Linked DNA regions of Sus scrofa: region 1 is linked to region 2. Evidence: chromatin contacts called from public HiChIP or PLAC-seq data. All regions are on one chromosome and are shown on one strand. The core of a region is the stretch at or near the end of the contact, and the rest is flanking DNA. Distances in the headings are between cores, read along the strand shown. Region 1 has its middle 6.1 kb from the start of GOLGA5. Region 2 overlaps RIN3 (ras and Rab interactor 3).

The links. HiChIP or PLAC-seq counts read pairs in DNA pulled down with a chosen protein or histone mark.
Region 1: an H3K27ac HiChIP or PLAC-seq map of alveolar macrophages shows a contact between it and region 2. The contact joins two enhancer-like sites. A contact is called at or near these places in 9 of 47 Hi-C or Micro-C datasets (brain, embryonic fibroblasts, fibroblasts and 6 more) and 2 of 2 datasets of contacts at active chromatin or transcription factors (alveolar macrophages and skeletal muscle).

Annotation. Positions count from the first base shown.
Region 1 is chr7:114,227,775-114,234,232 of Sscrofa11.1, reverse strand. No RefSeq gene overlaps it. Among named protein-coding and RNA genes, the nearest start is that of GOLGA5, 6.1 kb to the left of the region's middle. Within about 2 kb of position 1,797, at least 11 of the 83 cell types and tissues checked have an H3K27ac peak or open chromatin away from gene starts, as enhancers often do. A contact at or near this core is called in alveolar macrophages, omental adipose tissue and retroperitoneal adipose tissue, where this site is marked.
Region 2 is chr7:114,134,412-114,140,616 of Sscrofa11.1, reverse strand. RIN3 (ras and Rab interactor 3) reads right to left here. Exons shown (of 11, transcript XM_021099628.1): 6 at 1,197-1,604; 7 at 10-1,164. Among named protein-coding and RNA genes, the nearest start is that of LGMN, 73 kb to the left of the region's middle. Within about 2 kb of position 1,771, at least 27 of the 83 cell types and tissues checked have an H3K27ac peak or open chromatin away from gene starts, as enhancers often do. A contact at or near this core is called in alveolar macrophages, omental adipose tissue and retroperitoneal adipose tissue, where this site is marked.

The DNA of each region.
Region 1 (6,458 bases), core at 548-3,047, 94 kb before region 2:
ACATGGAGGTAGAACATTCTGCTAAAATGCTGGAGGCATGCAGGCATAGAAAGACCTGGTGGAGTTCCCCAGGCCTGAGGTGGGGGGCGGGATCTTCATCACTCCTCAGGAAGATGCCATCTTGCAGTTGCGTGTGACATTGGTGGAGGGGCCAAGTGGCAGGGCCAGAGTAGCCCCCTCCCCTTAGGAGCCAGGAGGCTGAGAAGGTGAGAGTCTCAGGAAGAAGGGCTAGTGCCAGACTGCCTGGTCCTAGAGGGCAGAGGGAGGAGAGAAAGATGCCTTGTGATGGGGCCAGGAAGGGGCACTGCTGTGTCATTGATCTCACCCCCATGTAAATTGCTGTTACTCTCTACTTAGAGGTACAGCATCTGAAGGCAGATGTGGTACCTGGGTGAAGTGACTCCCCCAGAGGAGCAGCCAAATAAATGTGTGCTTGCTTCAACTTGAGTCCTTCCCGACTGGCCTTTTCTCTCCCAACGAGAGAATTGAGGCAGCCCGCAGAGACTCAATGCCTTGCTTAACCCGTGCAATGTGATTCCCAACAGGTCTCCTCCACTCCATCCAGACAGGTGTCCCCCCCATTCTGAAGACAAGCCTTGTGTCTTCCCCGGGTGCTGGCCTTCTTTCATACTCACCACTCTTCCCATTCACCTACGTTGGGCTCCAAGGCCCCTTCAAGGAGATAGAACTCAAAGCTTCTGGCCAAGACAAGAGTTACCAGACCCTTCTCATCACCCCCCACCCCTGTCTCATTGTAATGCCCCCTCTCCCACCTTGAACGACCTGTCTTACTTCTTCCTACTCTCTACCAGGAAAGGTATGCGGCCCACTCTTCAGCCAGTCCCTATGGGCCCTTATATGCTCCCAACCAGCAAGTGTATGTGAGACCCCTCTTTCTCCAACCAATCAGCAGGTCAGCAGATGTATCCCGAGACTTCTCCTCTCCCTGAGCTATGAAAACACACAACCACTGGCCCGGGGTCGGCTCCCCCTGACCATCAGGAAGTCCCACTGTGCTTGCAGTGTCTCTTATCTCAATAAACTTCTTTCTTTTCACCTCCTTATGCTGGAAAATTCTTCTTTCTGATCCGCATGCACAGACAATGACCTACTCATTCCATTTTTGTTGAGTTGCCTAGTCTGTGCCAGGCATGGCTAGGCATTAGGATGACAGATAAAATGCTCTCAAAGAGCTCAAAGTCTATGTGAATAGATAAGGACATTGACAGTTATGAACAAGGTAGTGAGTCCTGCAAGGGAGGCCTGAAGCATGAATGAATTGGCACATGGATGAGTACATGTGGCTGTGTGCGTATGTACACCTCATTCTACTCAATGCTGTAGCCCCAGCTGCGTGATGTGACTGACCTCAGAGAGACAGCAATGCGGAATGGCTTGGATCAAGATCTTAACTCTCTGCTCAGGAAATGAACCGGGGGCACCCCGGGTGAAAACCAGGAATTCTAGCCACGAGACTAACTGGAGGCTAAAAGCAGAATTGCCCTGACCCTTGTCCTTGTTGAAAGCAAGAATGTTTCGAGGAGGCAAAAGACTGTAGAAAGAGGTACAAAGTTTCCTGTGAGAAACACAGGACAGCATCTGGGAGAGCACACGGTGCAGTCTATTTATCTAGGGCAGAAGCCAAGCAGGAATACACACTTAGAAGAGCACAGGTGTGGGTGTCCCCCTGCATGAGAAGCTCGCCAGAGAGGTGATTTAAATCACTTACATAGAACAGTTCTTCTGAGTCACTGTTTTCCATTGGTCAATTACTATTATTATTATTATTATCTCGGCTTTTTAGAGCCGCACCCAGGGAATAGGGAAGTTCCCAGGCTAGAAGTCCAGTCGGAGCCACAGCTGCCAGCCCCAGCCCCAGCCACAGCAACGCCAGATCCAAGAGGCATCTGTGACCTACGCCACAGCTCACGGTAATGGGAACCCCTATCCTCATGGATGCTAGGCGGGTTCATTACCACTGAGCCCCTAAGAGAACTCCTGGCCAATTGTCTTGTTTCGTCTTTCACACTTGACCAGATCCAGGACCCTCCCTGATCTCCGTGGGCATTTTTGGCCAAGATGGATTCCCAAGCAAGGCATGGTGGGAAGGTTATCCAGATTTATTACGGCTGGCACCCCCTCCCTTTATGACCCGGATGGGTCTCTCTGTGCATGTGGGGTTGGGGGGGTCTCCCTGACCCTAAGGATGGGAACTATGTGGCCGCTTGGTCTTTTGCCCAAGCAGGGCTTAGCCCCTCTTTTGATGCTGCCATTACCATTCCTGAACAAGGTCACAGTACCGATTATCTGCCTTGTGCCTATTACGTCTGTCTGGACGTATAGATAGGCAGCTGACAGTAAATGCCTATCCCAGAGCCCACTCATCTCCTGCCTCGGGAGGTGTAAACAAGAGGCTGGTTGCGAATGTCTGTCCTGGAGCCCCATCTGTCTCCTGCCTCATGACCAGTCTTGTGATCAGCAGGTAAGAGCAGACAGATCTAGGACTGAGCTCACAAGGTCATGCTGCTCTCTTCTAAGGATACGTGTGGCATTTTTAAGGCAGGGACTTGCGGAAAGTGGAACCCTTCAAAGGTTTCTCCTTTCTATGAACAATAAGGAATTTTACTCTTGATCAGTACAAACTCCAAACTCCATTTCTTTTTTCTTTCTTTCTTTCTTTCTTTTTTTCCCTTACCCATGGCATTCAGAAATTCCCAGGCCAGGGATCAAACCTGTGCCCCAGCAGTGACAATGACAGATCCTTAGCCCACAGAGTTATCTGGGAACTCCTCCTTTTCTTTTTTAAAATTATCTTTTGGGTGTTCCCACCATGGCACAGTGGAAAGGAATCCTACTAGGAACCATGAGGTTGTGGGTTCAATCCCTGGCATCGCTCAGTGGGTTAAGAATCTGGCATTGCCTTGAGCTGTGGTGTAGGTTGCAGATGCGGCTCGGATCTGGCGTTGCTATGGCTGTAGCGTAGGCCAGCAGCCGTAGCTCTGATCTGACCCCTAGCCTGGGAACCTCCATGTGCCGTGGCTGTGGCCCTTAAAAATAAATAAATAAATAAAATGACCTTTTGGAAAATTCATTGATTGATTCAGCAAATATTTATTGAGCTTTGCTATGTGCTTAGTGTAAATCTAGGTTCTAGGAATATGTACAGAAGGGACCAAAACAAAGATCCCTGTTCTCATGGAGCTTATATTCTAATAAGAGGAGACAGGTAAAATGAATCAAATTCTGGCACCTGGGATGGTGCTCAGTGCTAGGGAAATTACAAAGCAGGGAAGGAGAGGCTGGTGTCTGGGATGGAAGTTGTGGTTTTCAATAGGACCGTCAGGGAAGGCTGAATGAGAAGGTGACACCTCTGCAAAGGACTGAAGGAGGTAAGGGAGTGAGCTCAGAGCACCTGGGGCAGCAGAGAGGAGGAGGGAGTGCAGATACCTGGAGGCAGGGCCAGCCGGCCAGGACTGCAGGAGCGGAAGGGGCAGGAGGGTGGACGTCAGCGTGGAGAAGCAATCGGGCTTGAGGCATGTGAACTAAGAATGTCACCTGCCATATCAGTAAACGAAGGATGCTCCAGCCGTCAAACTTCCGTCTATAATTTTGTCTTGGTCCACATTCCAGGCTCAAAATTCCCAAAATGCTAGGAATTTCCTAAGTGTTAAGAGTGATAAAAAGTTACTTGGAGTTCCCATCGTGGCTCAGTGGAAATGAATCTGACTAGCATCCATGAGCAAGCAGGTTTGATCTCTGGCCTTGCTCAGTGGGTCAAGGGTCCAGTGTCGCTGTGAGCTGTGGTGTAGGTCACAGACATGACTCAGATCTGGTGTTGCTGTGGCGGTGGTGCAACAGCTCTGATTAGATCCCTAGCCTGGGAACCTCCATATGCCAAGGGTGCAAGTGGCCCTAAAAAGACAAAAAAAAAAAAGCCCCCAAAGTGTCTTTTGTTATGTTAATGAGATGGCTTTTGGAAGCACTAAGAATGGGCTAAACGTGGAATAAATCCAATAAATCTCCGGTGGTCAATGAATATGTAATAAAGCCTCCATAAAAACCCACAGGGACAGAGTTTGGAGAGCATCCTGATTGGTGAACAAGTGGGGATGCCCACAGAGTGGCATGGAATCTCTGCACCCCTTCCCACCTACCTTGCCCTTGAAACCAAACCCCCCCAAAACAGTTTTCTTGCCGAGGTTTCCTTAGCCTCTCTATCCAAAACCTTACTCCTTTTCTTGTCCCACCCCTATTCCCCTCAGGATTGAGAAATAGCCAAGAAAAAGGGGAATTTAAACTGAGCAGGATCTTTTAGGGCCTTCCTGGGTACAAAAGCCCCCTGTATCCCCTGTTTATTGTTTGTAGAAAAAGGCATTGGTCTCCCAGGGCTTCCTTGAGTTCCAAAGAGCAGACTTAAGCAGTTACTAGTTAGGGAAGTGAAGGAATGCAGAAACCACGGGAAGCAGCCGAGAAACAATAGTTCAGCAACAAAACGGACCCTTAGTTCCTCCTCAAGGGACTATGTAGAACAATCTGACGCATTTCAGGTGGTTCTGCAGAACTGAAGATCCTCCTCACCCCCCATCTCCATTATTTTTTTCTTTTAATTTTAAAAAATTGTTTTCCTGGGAGTTCCTGTGGTGGCTTAGCAGGTCAAGCATCCGTGAGGACGCAGGTCCAATCCCTGGCCCCTGATCAGTGGGTTAAGGATCCAGTATGGCCGTGAGCTGTGGTGTAGGTCACAGATGTGGTTTGGATCTTGTGTTGCTGTGGCTGTGATGCAGGCCAGCGGCTGCAGCTCTGATTAACCCCTAGCCTGGGAACTTCCATATGCTGCAGATTTGGCCCTAAAAAGCAAAAAAAAAAAAATTCTTTTTTGGCCTATCCATGGCATGTGGAATTCTCAGGCCAGAGAGCAGATCTGAGCAACAGCTGTAACCCCTACCCATGCCACAAGCTGCAGCAATGCCAGTCCTTAACCCACTGTCCTGAGGCAGGGAATGAACCTGCATGCCAGGGCAGTAGCAGGTAACTACATGCCGATCACCAGACTGGTTGGAACCAGGAGGTAGGTGCTGAAGATTCCGGGAACATCGCTCTGTTACCTCATCACTGACCAATCAGAAAAAAATCATACAGGACTTTCCAGGTGGCCTGGCAGTTAAGGATCGAGCACTGTCACTGCTGTGGCTCAGGTTTGCTCCCTGGCCCAGGAACTTCTGCATGCCTCGGGCGCAGCCAAAATAACTATATGAATAAAAAAGAATATAATAAAATAAATTTCCCCTCAAAAAGAACAAAAGAGGAGTTGCTGTTGTGACTCAGTGGTTAACGAACCCTACTAGCGTCCATGAGGATGTGGGTTCGATTCCTGGCCTCGCTCAGTGGGTTGGGGATCCAGTGTTGCCCTGAGCTGTGGGGGTAGGTCGCAGGTGCGGCTCGGATCTGGCTTTGCTGTGGCTGTGGCAAAGGCTGGCAGCTGCAGCTCTGATTTGACCTCTAGCCTGGGAACCTCCATATGCTGTGGGTATAGCCCTAAAAAGACAAACAAAACAAAACAAGACAAAACAACATCTCTGAAAGCCATTCCGGTCTTTTGAGCATGAGCTGACTATTCTGCCTGTTGGACCCTGCAATCAACACCGTACTTTCCTTCAGCACAACCTAGTGTCAGTACATCAGCTTTGCTGCGTGACAGGTGAGCAGACCCAAGTTCAGTTCATTAACACCCCGGGCAGTTCTCCATCTGGCTTGTCCTGAGTTATATCCTTTCTCTACAAACCAGTGATCTAGTAAGTAATATTGTTTCTCTCTGAGATATTCTAGCAAATTATTCAAACCCAAGCAGGGCATTTTGCGGACCTCTGATTTATAGCCAGTTTGTTAGAAATACAGGTAACTTGGACTTGCAAGGAGTGTCTGAAGTCCAAGGAGGGTGTTGGAAGCTCCAACCTTTAGCTGGTTGGTCAGAAGCACAGATAAAACCTGGGTTTGTGACTGGCCTCTGAAGTGGGGCTGGGGGTGGGGGGGAGTCTTGTAGGACGGAGCCATTAACCTGTGGAATCTAACGCTCTCTCCAGGTTGACACTCTCAGAATTGAGTTGAATTCTAGGACACCAATTGGGTTAGTTTTCTTAGATTGCTTTCTGTCTACAGAATCCTGGGGGTACAAAGATTTCTTAATTTGTAATATCAGTGCAAACTAGTGGTGTTTCTTCTAACATAATTCTCTTTAAAACTTTGTGAGGAGTTCCCATTGTGGTGCAGCATAAACGAAAATAACTAGTATCCATGAGGATGTGGGTTCGATCCCTGGCTTCACTCACCTTGCCGTGAGCTATGGTGTAGGTCACAGATATGGCTCGGATCACACGTTGCTGTGGCTGTGGTGTAGGCCAGTGGCTACAGCTTCGATTTGAGCCCCCTAGCCTGGGAACTTCCATATGCTGTGGGTGTGG
Region 2 (6,205 bases), core at 522-3,021:
GGGACCGACCTAGCTCCTCCTCGGAGTGCAGGGCAGGGTCCACCAGCGCCTTGAGCTCGGTGCTCTGCAGCAGGTAGCTCTTGAGCTGGGTCATCATGGTGCGGATCTCCTGCAGCATCTCGGTGCTGGAGGCCTGGTGCGTCATCATCTCCAGGCTGTAGACTTTGTAGTCCTGCACCAGGTTGCCGAAGTACGTGGCCTTGTCCTGGGCCAGCTCCACCACCTTCTTGTACAGCTTGCGGTTGTTGGAGAGGAAGGCGTTGAAGACGCTGGAGAAGCTGGCGAAGCTCAGGCGGTGCCGCGCTTTGCCCAGGATCACGGAGGGCTTCTTCTTCATGCCGCCACAGCCGCCCCCGCTGGGGCCGCTGAAATGCTCCAGCTCCTCCTCCGTGCTGCTGGTCGAGTAGGAGTCCTGGTCTGTGGCCGTGGCAGGCACTCCCAAGCTGTCCGAGAGGGAGGCCAGGGAGCCCTTGAACTCCGACGCGCTCTGAGGCTGGGCCCTGGCCCGGGCCTGCGGGCTCTGAGTCCTGGTAGGGGAGGCAGGACCCTGGCCTTCTCTGGGTGGACCAGGCGTGGGATTCTTGGGGGCCGCCCCCTCCGCAGAACGTTCAGCGCTCTCCAAGGGGGTTGGCAGGACCGAGGCCAGCTGCCGGGAGATCCGTTTCTTCCTGGGGGGCGGGACCGGGGGTTGCCGGATCTTCCTCGGAGGCTCTGGCATGCTGCCCGGCTCGCTGGCTTGGGCCGCTGCTTCCTGGCCTGGCTCTGTGGTCCTCTGAGGCCTGTCCCCAGGGCTGTCTGAGGTCCCCTGGGGAGGCAGGCTGAGCGGTGATGCCCTGGAGAGGCTCGGCGGGCCCCCCTCTGCCGCTGCCCCACTGTCCACCTTCCCTGCACCCTGGCCCTCCAGGGAGACCTTCTCCGAGATGCGTCGTCTGGGAGGGGCAGGGGGGAGGGCCTTCTTGGCAGGCACTGGAGGGGCGGGGGTCTGCAAGGGGCTGGGGGCCGCCCCCGGCTTCATCTCTTCCTCCCTGAGGGGGGCCAGGCCTGCGAGGAGGCGTGGGAGCCTCTCACAGGCTGTCATGGGTGGCTGGCTCGGAGGGTCAGGGGGGCCCGGAGCATGGGGTGCGAGGTGGGGGGCAGACGCTGGGGGTGTGGGAGGAAGGGCCTCTGGAAGTGGGGGAGCAGCCGCTGGGGAGAACCAGGCGAAGGGCAGGCCGGAGCGGGAGCGGGGGGTGCAGGAGGCCGGCTGGAGCTGGGGGGATGGAGGGGCAGCGCCGGGGGAGGGGGCGCCGGGCGGCGAGGGGCCCACCTGCAGGTGGGTGAGGTAGCGTCGGAGGTGGGAGGCGGCGGGCGCGAGGGGCCGCTTCCAGGGGGCGGCGGGGGGGCCGGCAGGGCGCTGCTGCAGTCCTCGATGAAGATGGGGTTCACAAACCACAGGCGGCCGTTTCCTAAGGACAGTTCGATTTCACACGAGCAGTTTTCGCAGTTTTCGCAACGCGAGGGGGACCTGAGGCTGGAGGCTGGGGGTGCTCCGGGGGCTGGGTCTCTTGGGGGCTCCGCTGGGCTCCCACCTCCTCGCCGGGGGTTCAGCGAGGAGTCCCAGAAGCCTGTGGAGATGAGAGAGGGAGAGGCGGTCAGTCCTGATGATGAGGCGGGGCCTGCCTGGCCGGGGTGGTGTTTGTGGTCCCTGATGACTGGGGGCAGGGCCGGGGGAGGGCCGTCACGGTGTTTGCTTCACTGCTCAGAGGGTTGTTTTCCCTTCTCAGACTGTTTTAAGCCTCGCCCACCACTTCCTGCCTCGAGAGGGGAAGCCCTGTGCCATCCTCCCCAGCAGTGCCAGGGAGGGGTCTGGAGGGGGCTGGTACCAGGCTCAGCTTCAGTTCTGTCCCCTGGCGTGTGACAGCCCACCATGGAGGGCGCTCATGACCCAGGTGGAGGCAGGTGCGGGATGGAGGGGACAGAAGGCCTGCGTCCCCTGCAGCTGAGCCGGTGGGTGCTCTGGGGCAGGTCACCGGAACTTTCTCGGCCTCAGTCTTGTCATCTTTAGAAGGTGGTGGTGGTGGGGGGGGTCCTGACAGGAAAGATGCTTTGGGCCTGTTTCGGCCACCATGGTTGTCACAGCAGAAAGAACGAACCTGTGGATTGTGGCCAGTGAGCTCAGACCTGAACACCCGTGTGGGGAATACCTGCCTGCTTTGAAACGATGCTGATTCTGGTCAGTCTCGGTGCTAAAACAGGAAACTGCCCTGCGCCCCCAGCCCAGAGAGCTGGGTCGCTGCGCTGCTGCGTGGAGTTCCCGCCCAGGGCTTTCTTCTGACTCAGCCCATGACCATGGCCACCAAAGCAGGCCTGTCTCTCTCTCTCTTTTTTTTTAATCTTTCTGCCTTTTCTAGGACCGCTTCCCACGGCATATGGAGGTTCCCGGGCTAGGGGTCTACTCAGAGCCGTAGCTACTGGCCTATGCCAGAGCCACAGCAACATGGGATCCGAGCTGTGTCTGCGACCTAAACCACAGGTCACGGCAATGCCGGATCCCTAACCCACTGAGCAAGGCCAGGGATCAAACCCGCAACCCCATGGTTCCTAGTCGGATTTGTTAACCACTGAGCCACGACGGGAACTCCAGGCCTGTCCCTCTTCAGACACTGTTGGCCAAGGCCAGGCTCGTTCAGGGTAGGGGCATGGAATGACCAAGCTGAAAGGGCGCTGGGGGTCAACTAGCTCAGGCGAGTTCTTGACCTCTTGGTACCAAGCTCTACGAAGAATCTGACAAAAGCCCAGGATGCTCCAAAAAAGGGCCCAGGGGCCCAGTTTGAGAACAGTGTCAGGTGGCCGGCAGGTCACTGTGAGCTCAGTCAAGCAGCTCCTCCTGGAGAGGAGTGTGGAAGCCAGGCCTTGTTCAGTCTGTTAATTTCAGAGATGGATAATGCCAATTCCTGGTGGATGACAGGGTCAGGCCTCCAGCCTCCCACCCAGGGCTCCACACTGGAGTCACCAGCAAGAAAACTACCAAAAATAACATCAAAGGCAATACCAGGGGAGTTCCGGTCGTAGCTCAGGGGTTAATGAATCTGGCATCCATGAAGACACAGGTACAATCCCTGGTCTTGCTCAGTGGGTTAAGGATCTGGCGATGCCGTGAGCTGTGGTGTGGGTCACAGATAGAGCTCAGATCCCGCGTGGATGTGGCTGTGGCTGTGGTGTATGTAGGCTGGCAGCTGTAGCTCTGATTCAACCCCTAACCTGGGAACCTCTATATGCCGAGGGTGTGGCCTTAAAAAAAAGACCAAAGGGAAAAAAAAAAAAAAAAAGGCAATACCAGGAACGCACATACATTGAGTTCTGGCTGTGTGGGTGCCCTGCCTCAAAGGAACAATGTCACCGATCCCTGACCACTGGCCTTTGGTGTAAGCCGTCATGTCCTTATCTTACAGATGAAGATAAGAGACCCAGAGAGATGAAAGAATTTTCCCAAGGTCACCAGGTCACACATGAAGGAGATAGAGTTTGAACGAGGTCACACAAGTTCTAAAGGCCGTGTGCTCAGCCGCTGTGTTGCTCGGTCCCCCTTCATAGGAACTTGCAACACTTCCCATCTCGGTTGCTCTCCTGGCGTAAGTGAGCGGCAGGGCGGTGTGCGCCCCGGGACTGGGATGTGGTAAGAACACAGCAGGCTCTTGACATGGAAAGAAGGGAGGCGTGGCAAGATGGCCGAGGGGAGCTGCATGTGTGTGTGTGTGTTGGGGGGGTGCCCTAAGCAACGGGCACCCCCAGGGATGGGGGGCTTAGTACCTTGCTGGCCAGGGTATCATAAACCCAATCAGGGTGAGCAGGATGGGATCCCAGGGCAGGGGGGCTGCTGAGAAACTGACAGAGTGGTGTGTGAGTCCTCTCTGAGCTGGGCGGTTGCAGAGGAGGGGAGCGGGGCTCCTGGTTTAGCTGGGACCTGGGCAGAGACCCCCATGTCTGGAAGTCCGACTGTCGTGGCCAACTGGGATGATAAGTTTTACCTTGTCATCCACGGTCAAAAGGATGACAAGCTTTCACAGGACCCTTGCCAATGTGCAAGCCTCTGCGCACCTGCCAGCCTCGCCCGAGGGCACCACCTGTCTCTGGGCTCCCACACCATCCTGGCGGGCTGTGCTTCATGGCTGCCTGGGTGCTCTGCTTTCTTGGGCAGCTATGGACCCCTCCAGGACCGGTCCATTCTCCTTGAAAGTCTTCGTAGCAAGGAGCGACAAGCAGCCAGTTTGACTCCGAAGTGACGGGGCAGCAGCCCCATAGGTGAGCTGAGGTCCCCACGGCTCACCTCCAAGTTCCCATAAGGCCCTTCCTTTGGGTGAAGGTGCAGTCACAGGGTAGATGATCCACGGAACTTCCCACCTACGGCCAGACCCTCCCACCTTTGCTCCCCTAGATCAAGGTCACAGCCTGCCTCCCCGCCCCCACTGTGCCCCCAGTCTGTTCTACTCTTCGGGGTGCCATGCCAGGCATATGGTAGGCCCTGGACTGCTATTTGTTCCAGAATTGCTTTGGCCTGGCATGCAGGGGCTGGGGGCTCTGGCTCTGTACATCCTTTCTGCTGCCACCTGCTGGATCTCCACCTGACTCTGCTGTCGTTTTTTTCCTGGACGGGCCGTGGGCTGGCCCTCCCGCCTCACCCCCAAGCTTGAGGTCTTGGTCGATGTTGTTCCCTCCGCTTGGAATGCTTTTCCCAGCCCCGCCACCTGATAAATCCCTGCTCATCCTTCAAGACTCAGGTCAAAGATCACCAGTTCGGAGGAGGCTTCCTGACACATTCAGGCCTCATCCACGCTCCCCCGTCCTCCCCAGGCCTGGGTACATGCTCTGACGGAAGAAACCCACCCGGTGGCTGTAATTCTCTGGTTTCATCCTGAACCACGGGAAGACGTCTAAAGGCCAAACGTGAAAATGTGAGACAACGAGAGGAGGGAGGCCAAAAGCTCCCTAAGTGATGGACCCCCAGCCAGACAGCTCGCCCCGGGATAACAGGGTCGGGGGTCGGGGTAGGGGGGTGGAGGGGTGGGGGTGGGGCGCTCATCAAACAAAGAAAAAAGAACACATTTTCCGCCCCAGACTTGGATTCTGAGATGAGTGGAAGAGACAGCGCGGTTCAGGGAATCGGGCTCGGGGCCTGGGTGTCTAGGAACTGCTCCCCTGTGCTGCACACAGGCCTGGTGGGTGCGCCCCACTGCACAGAGCCTCCGGGGAAGCTGGGACTTGAGGAGCTGTACCCTGGGGTCTGGGGGCCTTTGAAGGGAACTCAGTGGCAGTGCAGGTCGTTATGCTTAAAAAAGGAAGTGGGTAACTTTCTCTGCAGCCTACAGATGTCAAGGCCAGGGGAGAAGCGGAAGGCTGTCATGCAATCCCAGTGGTTGGCAAGACTGGGAGCTTCTGTGCCCATTGGCACCGGGCCAGGCCTCAGCTCAGTGGCCAGAGTTCCCCTGAGGGCCCAGGCCTTCATGGCTTCTGGGCTGCTCTTTGACCAAGGCAGATGCTTTGCTGGCCCTGTGGCCTCCTGTGTCTTGGCTGGGGATGTGTCTTGGGTCCAACCCTCCAAACCTTAGAGAGCCTGGGAAGGGCCAGGTGCTGGGCTGTTGACCCTGAGGGCAAAGACGACAGTCGTTTTGCACCTGAGGAGCCCTGGGCGCGTGGCAGGACAGAGGAGGGATGAGTAAATGCAGCCAAGTATTCCAGGTGCCATGGAAACTGCTAGAAAGTCCAATAAGATCAGTGAGTGAATGTCTTTGTGGCATCCCAAAGACAGGTTATGGGACAGCCATTCAAACTGGACTGTTCAATGAATTTTGTTTTTTTTTTTTTTGCTTTTTAGGGCGGCACCTACGGCACCTAGGGGTTGAATCAGAGCTGCAGCTGCCGGCCTACACCACAGCCATGGCAACCCCGGATCTGAGCCGGATCTGTGACCTATGCCACAGTTTATGGCAATGCCGAATCCTTAACCCACTAAGCAAGGCCAGGGATCAAACCCTCATCCTCAGACTATATCTGGTCCTTAATCCACTGAGCCACAATGGGAATTCCCTCAATGAGTTTTTAATAACTAGGAAAATTCTCATTATATAACATAAAGGAAAAAGCATGGAAGAGCTATGGGACGTATGCTTTTTCTCTTTTTTTTTTTTTTTGTCTTTTCTAGGACCGCACCCATGGCATATGGAGGTTC